Linked DNA regions of Macaca mulatta: region 1 is linked to region 2. The links are chromatin contacts, called in public Hi-C maps. All regions are on one chromosome and are shown on one strand. The core of a region is the stretch at or near the end of the contact, and the rest is flanking DNA. Distances in the headings are between cores, read along the strand shown.

Region 1 (5,509 bases), core at 573-3,072, 220 kb after region 2:
GTCAAGACAGACATCTTTAGTTTGACCTATCAGCCTTCAAGGTCTGGGCCCTGCCCCCTCATCTTCTCCCCTTGCACACTTTGCCCCCAAGACCTGGGGAGGGGCTTCTTTGATTCTTCCCCTCTGCCATGCTTTGCCCCACCATGGGGCCTTTGCCTGCCATGCCCCTCCCTGGAAAGCCTTCTCCACCCAGCCTGCCTTGCCAACTCCCACTTGCCCTTCAGCTCTGCTGTTACTCCACCAGTGCTACTCCCTGACAGTCTCACCAGGACAAATCCTCACCTTGCCATTCTCATGGCATCATGCCACAGCTGGCATCTTACATTTATTGGTGTGGTCATTTTTGCAAAGTCTGTCACCTGTGTTAGACTCTAAGCTCCAGGAGAACAGAGACCATATCTGTTTTGCTGGTCTCGTGATTCCTCTGTGCCTAAGCACTGCTTGGCACATAGCTGAAGTTCAATAAATATGTGGTGCATAAACAAACTGGCCCCAATTGGCCTCTTGATAAAGTCCACCGGTTGCTTCAGTTCTGCCGTCTGCAACTCTTCAAAGCAGTCAGCGCCTTCTACCCTGAGACCACCTTGCAGGGGTGGGCGGGTGCCTTCAGGACTCCCAGTCTTCTCTCCTCAAGGCTGAACAGCCAACACTCCTATAGCAGGTGGCACTTCTAGACCCTCTACACCCTCCTTGGGTTCAGGTTGTAGGATGCCTAGAACCAGACTCAACACCAGGGAATGAGGAGCTTTTCAAAAGTGATTTGCCCATACAGTTCTGCCAAGTGACAGGAAACGGTGATGAGGTTGAGGATTAATACCCCGTTAGCCTTTCACCCTGAGGCCCTTGATCTCCATGTCCTGAAGCTCACACCTTAAGTGTGTTTTATGGGATAAGAGAGCCCCAAATAGAATATGGACATTTCACATGAGGAAGCCATTTCGGATCTCTGTCAGGATCAGCTTGAAAACCACTTGGGGTGGGGATAAATGAGTGGTGGAAGCTTGCAAGGGCGTCAGCAAAAATAAACACCTGTGATGAAGTTGAACTCTTCATTATTGTTTTTAAATCAGGGCCAATCTGAGGCAAAAGTATAAAGTAGATGGAGAATGTTTAAAAAATAAAAAATAAAAAAACAAACCCCACCATTTTCCAGAGCCATCTTTGGGCTCTTTCTGAGAAATTCTTCTTTTATTTGAAACGGAGTCTCACTCTGTTGCCTAGGCTGGAGTTCAGTGGCACAATCTCAGTTCACCATAACTTCTGCCTCCCGGGTTCAAACAATTCTCGTGCCTTAGCCTCCCGAGTAGCTGGGATTACAGGCAGTTGTCAACATGCCCGGCGAATATATATATATATGTTTTTCGTATTTTTCGTAGAGACGGGGTTTCCACCATGGTGGCCAACCTGGTCTCGAACTCGTGACCTCAAGTGATCCACCCGCCTCGACTTCCCAAAGTGCTGGAATTACAGGCGTGAACCACCGCGCCCGGCCTCCTCCTGAGAAATTCTTTTTGGGTCTCTGCCTCTGGAGCAGGGAGAGAAGAGTGTCGGGGAGCCACAGAGCTCGTCGGGACCACCCTCAGATGATGTGGTTGAGGAGCTGGGCCTGCAAGGTGACCTTCAAACCCACACTCTGCTCCATTCTCAACGCCACCCCGGCCTGAGGTCAGCTGTGGAAGCGACACCAGGACAAGGCAGGCACACACAGTGTCCTCCCTTGAAGGGCAGAACTGGAGTCTTTCCTGTGTTAGTTTTCCCCTCAGCCCGGCCCAGGGCTTGGCAAAGCTGGCTGCGGGTTAGAATCGGCTGAGGAGCTTTTATGAAAGCGCATGGCAGCTGTCCCCGCAGGAGGTTCTGTTGCTGAATGAGGTTGTGGTGCCAGATAGATCTGACTCCCCACCTGGTTTGGGGACCCCGGGTGCATTCTCCAGCCGTGCCTCAGTGAGTGCTCAGGACATGTCTGCTGAATTGAAATAGATTTTCAACGGACTGAACAACAACCTGCTTTGTGACAGGGAATCTAGAAAACAGCCTGAGACGAGGGTGGATCTCCCAGCCTCCATGCCGCAGGCCTGGAGGTTTGTATAGTCGACGTTCTCCCCCTAGTGGCACGACTGAAGATGACAGGCAGGAGGGAAAAAAAGCCTTTCCACCTGCGAGGCCTGGCTGCCAAAGGCTCCAGAGATGCGGACTGACACCAGGATCCAGCTGCTCTTGCCTGACTCGCCCTCCCTTACCTCGCCCTGATCCCGGCCTTGTCAGATCTCATCTTTACTTAACATTTTGATATTTTATCATAGTTTTTTGGTTAATTTTGATTCATTAAAATATTGTATTAAAATATTATTTCTGGCTGGGGGTAGTGGCTCATGCCTATAATCCCAAAACTTTGGGAGGCTGAGACGGGTGGATCTTTTGAGGTCAAGAGTTCGAGACCAGCCTGGCCAACATGGTGAAACCCCGTGTCTACTAAAAATAAAAAAAAAATTAGCCAGCCATGGTGGTGGGCACCTGTAATCCCAGCTACTCAGGAGGCTGAGGCACAAGAATCGTTTGAACCAGGGAGGCGGAGGTTGCAGTGAATTGAGATTGCACCACTGCACTCCAGCCTGGGTGACAGAGCAATATTCCATCTTGAAAAAAAAAATTATTTCTGCCAGATGCGCTAGCTCATATCTGTAATCCCAGCACTTTGGGAGGCTGAGGCGGGAGGATCACTTGAGACTAGGAGTTTGAGACTAGCCTGGGCAACATAGCAAGACCCCCATCTCTACAAATAATTTAAAAATTAGCTGTGTATGGTGGCACAGGCCTATAGTTCCGGCTTCTCAGAAGGCTGAGGTGGGAGGATCAATTGAGCCCAAGAGGTTGAGGCTGCAGTGAGCTGTGATCGTGCCACTGCACTCCAGCCTTGGACAGAACAAGACCCTGTCTCAAAAATATATATACATATATTTCTATTGATTACTGAGGTTTTTGTCACTCTCTTACATTTTGTGCATGAGGTGAGTGCCTCAATTGCCCTCCCCCACCCTCATCATAGTCCTGATGCAGAAGTCAGCCCACGAAGCCCCCCTAGATACACAGAGTGCGACCCCCATCATTTGTCAGGTGAGCCCTGAGGTTCCACCCAGGGTGGGGCTGGCCTGTGAGGGCCTTGTGTGTCTAGTGCTCTTTGCACTGTAATCATGGGAGCTGCAGATTCTCCAGGCTTTCTCCAGAAGGGGAATGGCTGCCTTTCAAAGTGTGTTCTAAATGAGAAAATACCTCTGGATCAAGGGCGATTCGAGAGCACAAAGATGCACTGGGTTCTGTGGTGCTTACATACGTGGAGACCTACAGGTAGGCCCTGGTTGCTGAAGCCCATGGCAATCAGCCATAGCTAGGAAGAAGGGCTGGGGCCCAGTGCATCTGGGAAGGCCACCGCCTTGGAGCCCCTTCCTCATCTGGGCCACCATTCCGCATCATCAGCCTGAGACCTCCAAGTGGCTCACCAAGGAGGCAGCCATCCTCAGAAGAGTCAGGGGATAAAGGAGAGCTCATCCTTGACATCACTAGCTACCAGAGACCTGCCTCAACTGCATCATCTGCTTCTGCCCCCTGCCCCGCCACAAACCCACCATCTGCAGCAACCCTAGACCACATCCAAGGAAGACAAGACCCCAGCCCTGGGCCCTGGAAGGTCTCTGCTATCATCTGCCCCACCCTCTACAAAAGAGTGCCGAGTCTTCCCCCATCATTCCCACACTCTCCCTGAGGAGTCCCTGGCCAAGGGGACATCGGTTCAGTATGGGCCAAAAAGTGGCAACCACAGAGCTCTGGGGTCCAGCCCATCTTGCTGAGTTTGGATTTATTACCTGGGCTACAAAGGGTTAAGTCAAATGCCTTCAAATACCTATATCCCTGGGGGAAGGAAGAGGAAGAAGCAAAAGCCTCTTCTAAAAGTTGTATTTGTAAGAAAAAGAAAAGGAAAAAAGAACTGTTCACTGGCCAAAGCTGACCCCTTCCCACAGGGTTGCTGCAGGGGACCCCAAACCACACGTCAATCTGATTGGGTCAGAAAGCCTTTCCTGAATTTTTCAGACCCACCCCAATCCCAAACCATTTATGGCCCAGAGAAAATGGAGTTATTTTAAATAAACCCCATTTTACTTATGGAGATGGCCACTCCTTCCAGAACCATCCCGTGCAGCCATCGAAGTCCCTGAGTATCTCTCTAGGCGGGCAGCCAGAGAAAGCTGCTAGGGAGCTGTGGCTTCAACTGAAAATTCTCTCCAGCAAATTGTTTCATGGGGCTTTCACTACCTGCCTTTTTTTTTTGGAGACAGTCTTATTCTGTTGCCCAGGCTGCAGTGCAGTGGCACGATCTCAGCTAACTGCAACCTCCACCTCCCAGGTTCAAGCAATTCTTCCACCTCAGCCTCCCCAGTATCTGGGATTACAGGTGCCCACCACCACGCCTGTCTAATTTTTGTATTTTTTGAGATAACATTTCGCCATGTTGGCCAAGCTGGTCTTGAACTCTTGACCTCAAGTGATCCATCTGCCTCAGCCTCCCAAAGTCCTGGGATTACAGGCGTTGAGCCACCACATCCCGCCAGCACCTGGCACTTTTACTGCGGCTTCTTAAGCCCTCAGACCCCTGCATACTGGAAACACCTGGGCTTGGGGTGAGATTCATTTGCGTGGGATCCATTCCTGCCATCTTAGAGCAGCGGTTCTCAGGCGTACGTGCATACCCTGGTGTATCTCATTCATTGAGAAGCGGACCTGAAAAAGATTAACTAATAACAAAGTGCTCAAGTCTGTGGCCGACTTGACTCATGCATTGAGCAGATTCAAGATGATCCGCTTATCAGTGTCGTGCTCACTTTGCATTCTGATAAGCCTTTGTGAGTGGAACGAGCTCTGCCATGGCCTGGGAGGTTCTGTATTATCTTCCAGCCTCACGCCTCATGCCTCGCTTCTCAGTTCTGACGTTGGCCCCTCCCTCTTTTCCGTCAAAGTCTTTGCACTTGCAGAGTCTTTTGCTGGGAGACCTCTTTTCCGAGGCCTTTGCATTGCTCTATTTCCTTCTTTGGAACTCAGCTCAAAAATGGAACTTTTCCAGGTACTGACCTAGAGGGGTCTTAAGAGAGCCTTTGGGGAAGGGAGGTGAGAGGCTGGAAATAGCTTGTTCTTCGATCTACATGGAGGTTTCAGGGTGTGCACATAAGTAAAAAGTATTCACTGAGCTGTCAACTTAAAATTTGGAGAGTCACTGTATGTAAGTAAACCTAAAAAGGCAAACAAACAAACAAAAAGAAACAAATTTCCACCTCTTCCCTGTCTCCTGTTATTCCTATTACTGTCAACCATGGCATGTTCATTTCTATCCTGGCATAATATTATGTTATTTGCCTGGTTATCTGTAAATTGTGTCGTCTGCTAGAATGTAAGCCGCATGAGGACAGATGCTCTGTCTTGTCCACTGCTGCGCCTTTCAGAGAATAGCATAGTGCCTGTTACA
Region 2 (5,842 bases), core at 3,164-5,663:
TCAGGAGGCTGAGGTAGGAGAATCACTTGAACCTGGGGGGCGGAGGATGCAGTGAGCTGAGATCGCACCACCGCACTCCAGCCTGGGTGACAGAGCGAGATTCTGTCAAAAAAAAAAAAAAAGAGCACAAACTCAGTAGCCCTGGGTTCCAGCCTAGTCTCTGAAACAGACTGGCAGTCATGTCTCTATGCTGGATCTCAAGGTTTCGTTTGGATGAAAATATAGCTGGCTGGCTGCAATGGCTCATGCCTGTAATCCCAGCATTTTGGGAGGTCAAAATCAGAGGATCGCTTGAGCCCAGGAGCACGAGACCAGTCTGAGCAACATAGTAAGACCCCCATCTCTACAAAAGATACAAAAATGGGCTAGGCATGGTGGCTCATGACTGTAATCCCAGCACTTTGAGATGCCGAGGTGGGCAGATAACCTGAGGTCAAGAGTTAGAGACTAGCCTGGCCAACATGGTGAAACCCCTGTCTCTACTAAAAATATAAAAATTAGTCGGGCGTGGTGGCGGGTGCCTGTAATCCCAGCTACTCGCGAGGATGAGGCAGGAGAATCGCTTGAACCCAGGAGGTGGAGGTTGCACTGAGCTGAGATCACACCACTTCACTCCAGCCTGGGTGACAGAGTGAGACTCCGTCTCAAAAAAAGGGAAAAAAAAAGTTAGCCAGGCGTGGTGGTGTGCACTTGTAGTCCCAGCTATTTGGGAAGCTAAGGTGGAAGAATGCAGTGAGCTATGATCCTAGCACTGCACTCCAGCCTGAGCAACACAGCGAGACCCTACACTTCAAAACAAAACAAAACAAAACAAACAAACAAAAAAAACAATCTCCTGGATCCATCAGTAAACCTCAAAATTGCACATGAAAGTGTGCAATCAATATTAGTGCAAATTACAAAATATACTGGCTGGTCCGTTTTCCCGGATGAAACTATAAAAAAAAGGAAATTCAACTAGTCAATCATTAGTCCAATAAGAATTCCTTGAATTGCTATATTTTAGAGTCACTGTGTTTTATTTCCTCAACATTTCCACAATTATTTTTTTAAGACAGGGTCTCGTTCTGTCACCCAGACTGGACTGCAGTGGCATGATCTTAGCTCACTGTAACCTCCACCTCCGGGGCTCAAGAGATCCTCCCACCTTAGCCTCCCAAGTAGCTGGCACCACAGGCACAAGCCACCATGCCCAGCTAAGTTTTATATTTTTTTTTTTGGTAGAGGTAGGGTTTTACCATGTTGCCCAGGTTCCTCTGGAACTCCTGCACTCAAGTGATCTGCCTGCCTTGGCCTCCCAAAGCACTGGGCGCCTATAATCCCAGCTACTCAGGAGGCTGAGGCAGGAGAATTGCTTCAGCCCTGGAGGCAGAGGTTGCAGTGAGCCGAGATCGCACCTCTGTACTCCAGCCTGTGTGACAGAGCAAGACTCCGTCTTCGAAAAAATAAATAAATAAATAATAATAATAATAGGATCCTTTCACTTCAGAATATTCAAATGGAAAAGGTTCATATTAGGAATAGCTCCTCCAATAAAAGAAATTGCTGTTTCTAGGCACTGATAGCAAGAGACCAAAACTCAATTGCAATTCTCTACCAAAGAAAATTTTTTAAAAATAAAGCACTAACACAATGAGCACTTATCCATTCCATTTCCAAAATCAACTTACCTTCTGCACCTTCCTTTTGCAGATTTGAAATCCAGATTCTCACACAATCACTGGCCATCTCTTCTGTTTCATTCAACAGCATACACACCACTGAGTGTCTCTCACTATTAAATACATTAACAGAGTCCGGGCGAGGTGGTTCATGCCTGTAATCCCAGCACTTTGGGAGGCCAAGGTGGGTGGATCACCTGAGGTCAGGAGTTTGAGACCAGCCTGACCAACATGGTTAACCCCATCTGTACTAAAAATACAAAATTAGCCCCCAGTTACTTGGGAGGCTGAGGCAGGAGAATCGCTTGAATCAAGGAGGTGGAGGTTACAGTGAGCTGAGCTGAGATCACACCACTGCACTCCAGCCTGGGCAACAACAGCAAAACTCCGTCTCAAAAAAAAAATAAGTAAATAAATAAAATACATCAATAGAAAGTACACTCACCTTATTCTGCTTTCTAATTATGAAAACAGAAGTGCAGGCCGGGCGCAGTGGCTCATGCCTGTAATTTCAGCACTTTGGAAGGTCGAGGCAGGAGGATCGCTTGAGCCCAGGAGTCTGAGACCAGCCTGGGCAGCACAGCAAGACCCCGTCTCTATTAAATAAGTAAACAAACAAACATAAACAGAAGTGCAAATGCCCTAATCCAAAATTATTTTTAAAAAAGATACTTGAGGCCTGGCATGATGGCACATGCCTGTAATCCCAGCCCTTTGGGAGGCTGAGACGGGTGGATAACCTGAGGTCAGGATTTCAAGACCAGTCTGGCCAACATGGTGAAAACCTGTCTCTCCTTAAAAAGTACAAAAATTAAACCAGCATGGTGGCGCGCACCTGGAGTCCCAGCTACTTGGGAGGCTGAGGCTGGAGTCTCAGCTACTTGGGAGGCTGAGGCTGGAGAATCGCTTGAACCCAGGAGGCAGAGGTTGCAGTGCGACGATATGGCACCACTGCACTCCAGCCTGGGGGACAGAGTAAGACTCCGTCTCAAAAAAAAAAAAAAAGATATTTGAGATTAAATAATACAGAGTAACTGCTCTCATCTTCCCGCCGCAAACACCATACTTTAATATGAAATTTTAAATGGCTTTTTTCCCCAAATGGGAAAGAAGGATTCCTGTGTCTTGATGGGAAAGCAAGCAGTTTAAGAGTAAAACATACTAATAAGCCATGGCAAACAGGTGAGATACCATCAGAGTGTGCGCTATTGTAGGAAACAGAATGGAAAGGCGTGAATGGGAGTCTCTGCACTTCATATCTGCAAAAGAAGAGAATAAAAAGGTTAACTCCAGATTTAGAACAGGTTTATTCCCCTGTTTAAAGCAGAGCCCAAAAACATTTTAAATCAAAAAATGAAAATGTGCTGGTTAAGCCAAATTTGTAGATGAACTCAACCTTCTTGTCCTTAGTATATAAACGGTATCCCAGGTGTTAGAAGTTATTTGAACATTTTTATGCTACACCACCTTGACATTAAAGGATTTTTTGAAATCTCCAATCTCTTCTTTAAACTTTTCTTAAAACTATCATTAAAATTAGTAAAATATGCTTCTCTATTGAATGGTTAACCTAACGGGAATGACTTCTAACCGTAAGAATCACAGTTAAAAGGTTCATTTTAACAAATGCTCTTCCCCCTGTAAGGAGTGACAGGTAACCTTTTGGGATCCCCAATGTACACACCCCTTTCTCCAGCCCTGCTAAAGTTAAACGTTGATTTGAGGACAGACAAGTGCCTCCTCGCAAGGATTGCCTCCCTCCCCCTGTCCAACACGCCGTTCTCTGCAATAATCCATCTGCATCTTGCATTAACCCACCCGCCCAGTGCCGGTGAGTCCAGGCCAAGTCGCAGAAGGCCAGGAGTGAGGGGTGAGACCTGTGAGCCCATCTGCACCCGCGCCCTCCCACCTGGTGGCACACCTGCCCCGCAGGCGCCCACCTGGAGCCGGGACCGCCCTCTCCCGGTCTCGCGCGCCTGCCCCACTCGGAGCGCGCGCCACGCGCCGCGCAGGACCAGAGGGCGGGGCCCCGGGCAGCAGGGAAGCGAGGGCTCGGGGAGAGGGGGCCCCCCGGGCTCACTCCCTCCCTGGGGACCCAGCGGACCGGAGCGTGCTGGGGGCGGGAGCGGTACCTTTTGGACAGATCCATGAGGACCCCGGAGAAGAGCTTCTCCCCGAGGCGGAACGACACGACGAGCGCGTCCTCAATGATGTGGTCCAGCGTGACCCGCACCTCCGAGCCCGGGATCAGTTGCGACACCGTGGAAACCCCGCCCGCCGGCGGCACGAGCGCCAGGGCTACGGGCTGAGGCAGCGGCGGCTCCTCGCGCTCCTCGGGTGCCGGGGGCTGCTCCGGTGGCGATGCTGGAGAAGGTGGAAGTTCGGGCCCTCCCTGAGGCGCGGCTGCAGCCGACTCCGCCACCCGAACGGACAGTTTCTCCTCAGCCTCCAGCTCCGGCCCCGCCGCCTCTGGGCTGCGGGCGAGCTCCCCCGGCGGCGGCGGTGGCGGCGGGAGCGGCGGTTCGTCGGCCTGAGGAGCGGACTGCTGCCCGTCGGTCTCGCCATCCGGCACAGACGCTTCAGTGGCCGTGACCGGGAGGGGGTCAGTGCCGGCCTCACTGCCGGGGATGGGCTCCATCTCCGGCTCGGCCTCGCCGGCGCCCCCCTCCCCGGGGGACGCTGCAGTCGCTGCCGCCTCTGCAGCCACGGCCGCCATTTTCTTCCTGGCTTCTCCCTCCTCCAACTCCGGCTGCAGCGGCGGCGGCGGCGGCAGCGCTGCTTGGTTCCCTGGGCCTTCCCCTCCCTCCCGCGAACACTTTCGTCCCGCCCTTTCCCTGATGCTCGTTTTTGGCACCTCGCCATTGGTTCCATTCTACACCCCTCCCGCACTTGTGATATTCCATTGGCCAGGGGTGGACGTCTATCATCTAGTCAGTCCATCCTTCCCACGCAGAGTAGGAACTTCTCATTGGCCAGATGTGTTGTCAAGTGTGGAATCTGAGTGGAGGAATAGGGGGCGTAATCCAAGGGGGCGGGGGAAGTCACAAAAGAGGAGCCATATACTCATCCCCTCTTGCTATTGGCTGGAAGAGGAAATAAAGTTTTATGGTTGGCTTACGCTCCTGCCCATTATCAGTCAGGTCTTCGGAGGTGGGAGAAAGGAGGGAATCATGTGGCGTGCTATTTCTTTCAAAGGCGCCGAGGGGAGGAGTAACTAGGGAATGTGGGAGGGGAACCGCTTCCCAAGAATCTCTGCGCAGAGATCCTTAGAATAAATGTTATTTCTAGGCGCGGACTTCTTGCGACCGCGTGTGGGCACGACAGGCTTCTCTGGGAAAGACAACTAAAGTTTGAAATATAATCCTACCGACACTTTTTGAGTGCCTACTATGCTAGTCACTGCACTAGGTGCTGGGGAATAGAATATTCAAGACGTTCTCCATAACCTCATGGCAGCTGGCTCACGGCAGCCACTCCAGCTGCCATAAGGAGTACGAGGAGTGTTTTCATTGACTTCTAGGAGTACGATGAGTATTTTCCTTGACTTCTCTCCACTTCCTAGGAACAAAGCACCTACTTACTAACATTTCAAAAATAGGAAAATGCTCATGAAAGAGGAGAGACACCATCCTCACTGGATTAAACTGATGACTGTTCCAGAAAAGAGTCTTGAGACATTGCTGGACTGATATGTGAACACTGCTTGTTCTCTCCAAATACACTGCAAAGTGGACGCACCTGATCCCTGCAAAAGCCTTTATGTTTCCTGGCTTCTCCAATGCCAAGAGAAGAAGCTCTCTCACTTCAGTGTCCTAACGCCCCTACTTCTCTTACTCTCACGTCAAGTCTCTTCGTTTGTTATCTCTGGAAGAATCTACTGAACCTATTTCTCTCAAATGGCACCTCAGAGTCAGCCTTTTTTCTGGGAGAATGCCTACAGGAGAGAGGGAAGAAAAGCTGCTAGCATTGAGAGTAAAAAAAATAAAGTCCTGAAGAATAATTACAGCTAGTGTCTTTTAAGTACCATGTACCAGGCACTAATACAAACACTATAGCATATCATCTCAATCCTTAAAATTTCGAGGCACAAAGAGGGTGCCCAAGGTTACTCGGCTGGTAAAATGCATAGTCAGAATTTCGGTTTTACACGGAAAAGACTGAAAATAGCAATAAACAAATAT

What was found. A called contact is a pair of places that touch in the nucleus more often than the background predicts.
Region 1: a Hi-C map of fetal cortical plate shows a contact between it and region 2, with 1.7 times the contacts expected there. The contact joins the enhancer-like site here to the promoter of PWWP2A in region 2. A contact is called at or near these places in 2 of 14 Hi-C or Micro-C datasets (fetal cortex germinal zone and fetal cortical plate).

What each region holds. Positions count from the first base shown.
Region 1 is chr6:169,200,284-169,205,792 of T2T-MMU8v2.0, forward strand. It overlaps C1QTNF2 (C1q and TNF related 2), which reads right to left. Exons shown (of 5, transcript XM_077937415.1): 5 at 5,095-5,276. The coding sequence ends at 5,238. Among named protein-coding and RNA genes, the nearest start is that of C1QTNF2, 29 kb to the right of the region's middle. Within about 2 kb of position 1,823, at least 15 of the 40 cell types and tissues checked have an H3K27ac peak or open chromatin away from gene starts, as enhancers often do. A contact at or near this core is called in fetal cortical plate, where this site is marked.
Region 2 is chr6:168,980,153-168,985,994 of T2T-MMU8v2.0, forward strand. It overlaps PWWP2A (PWWP domain containing 2A), which reads right to left and starts at 4,414. Exons shown (of 5, transcript XR_013394980.1): 1 at 3,794-4,414.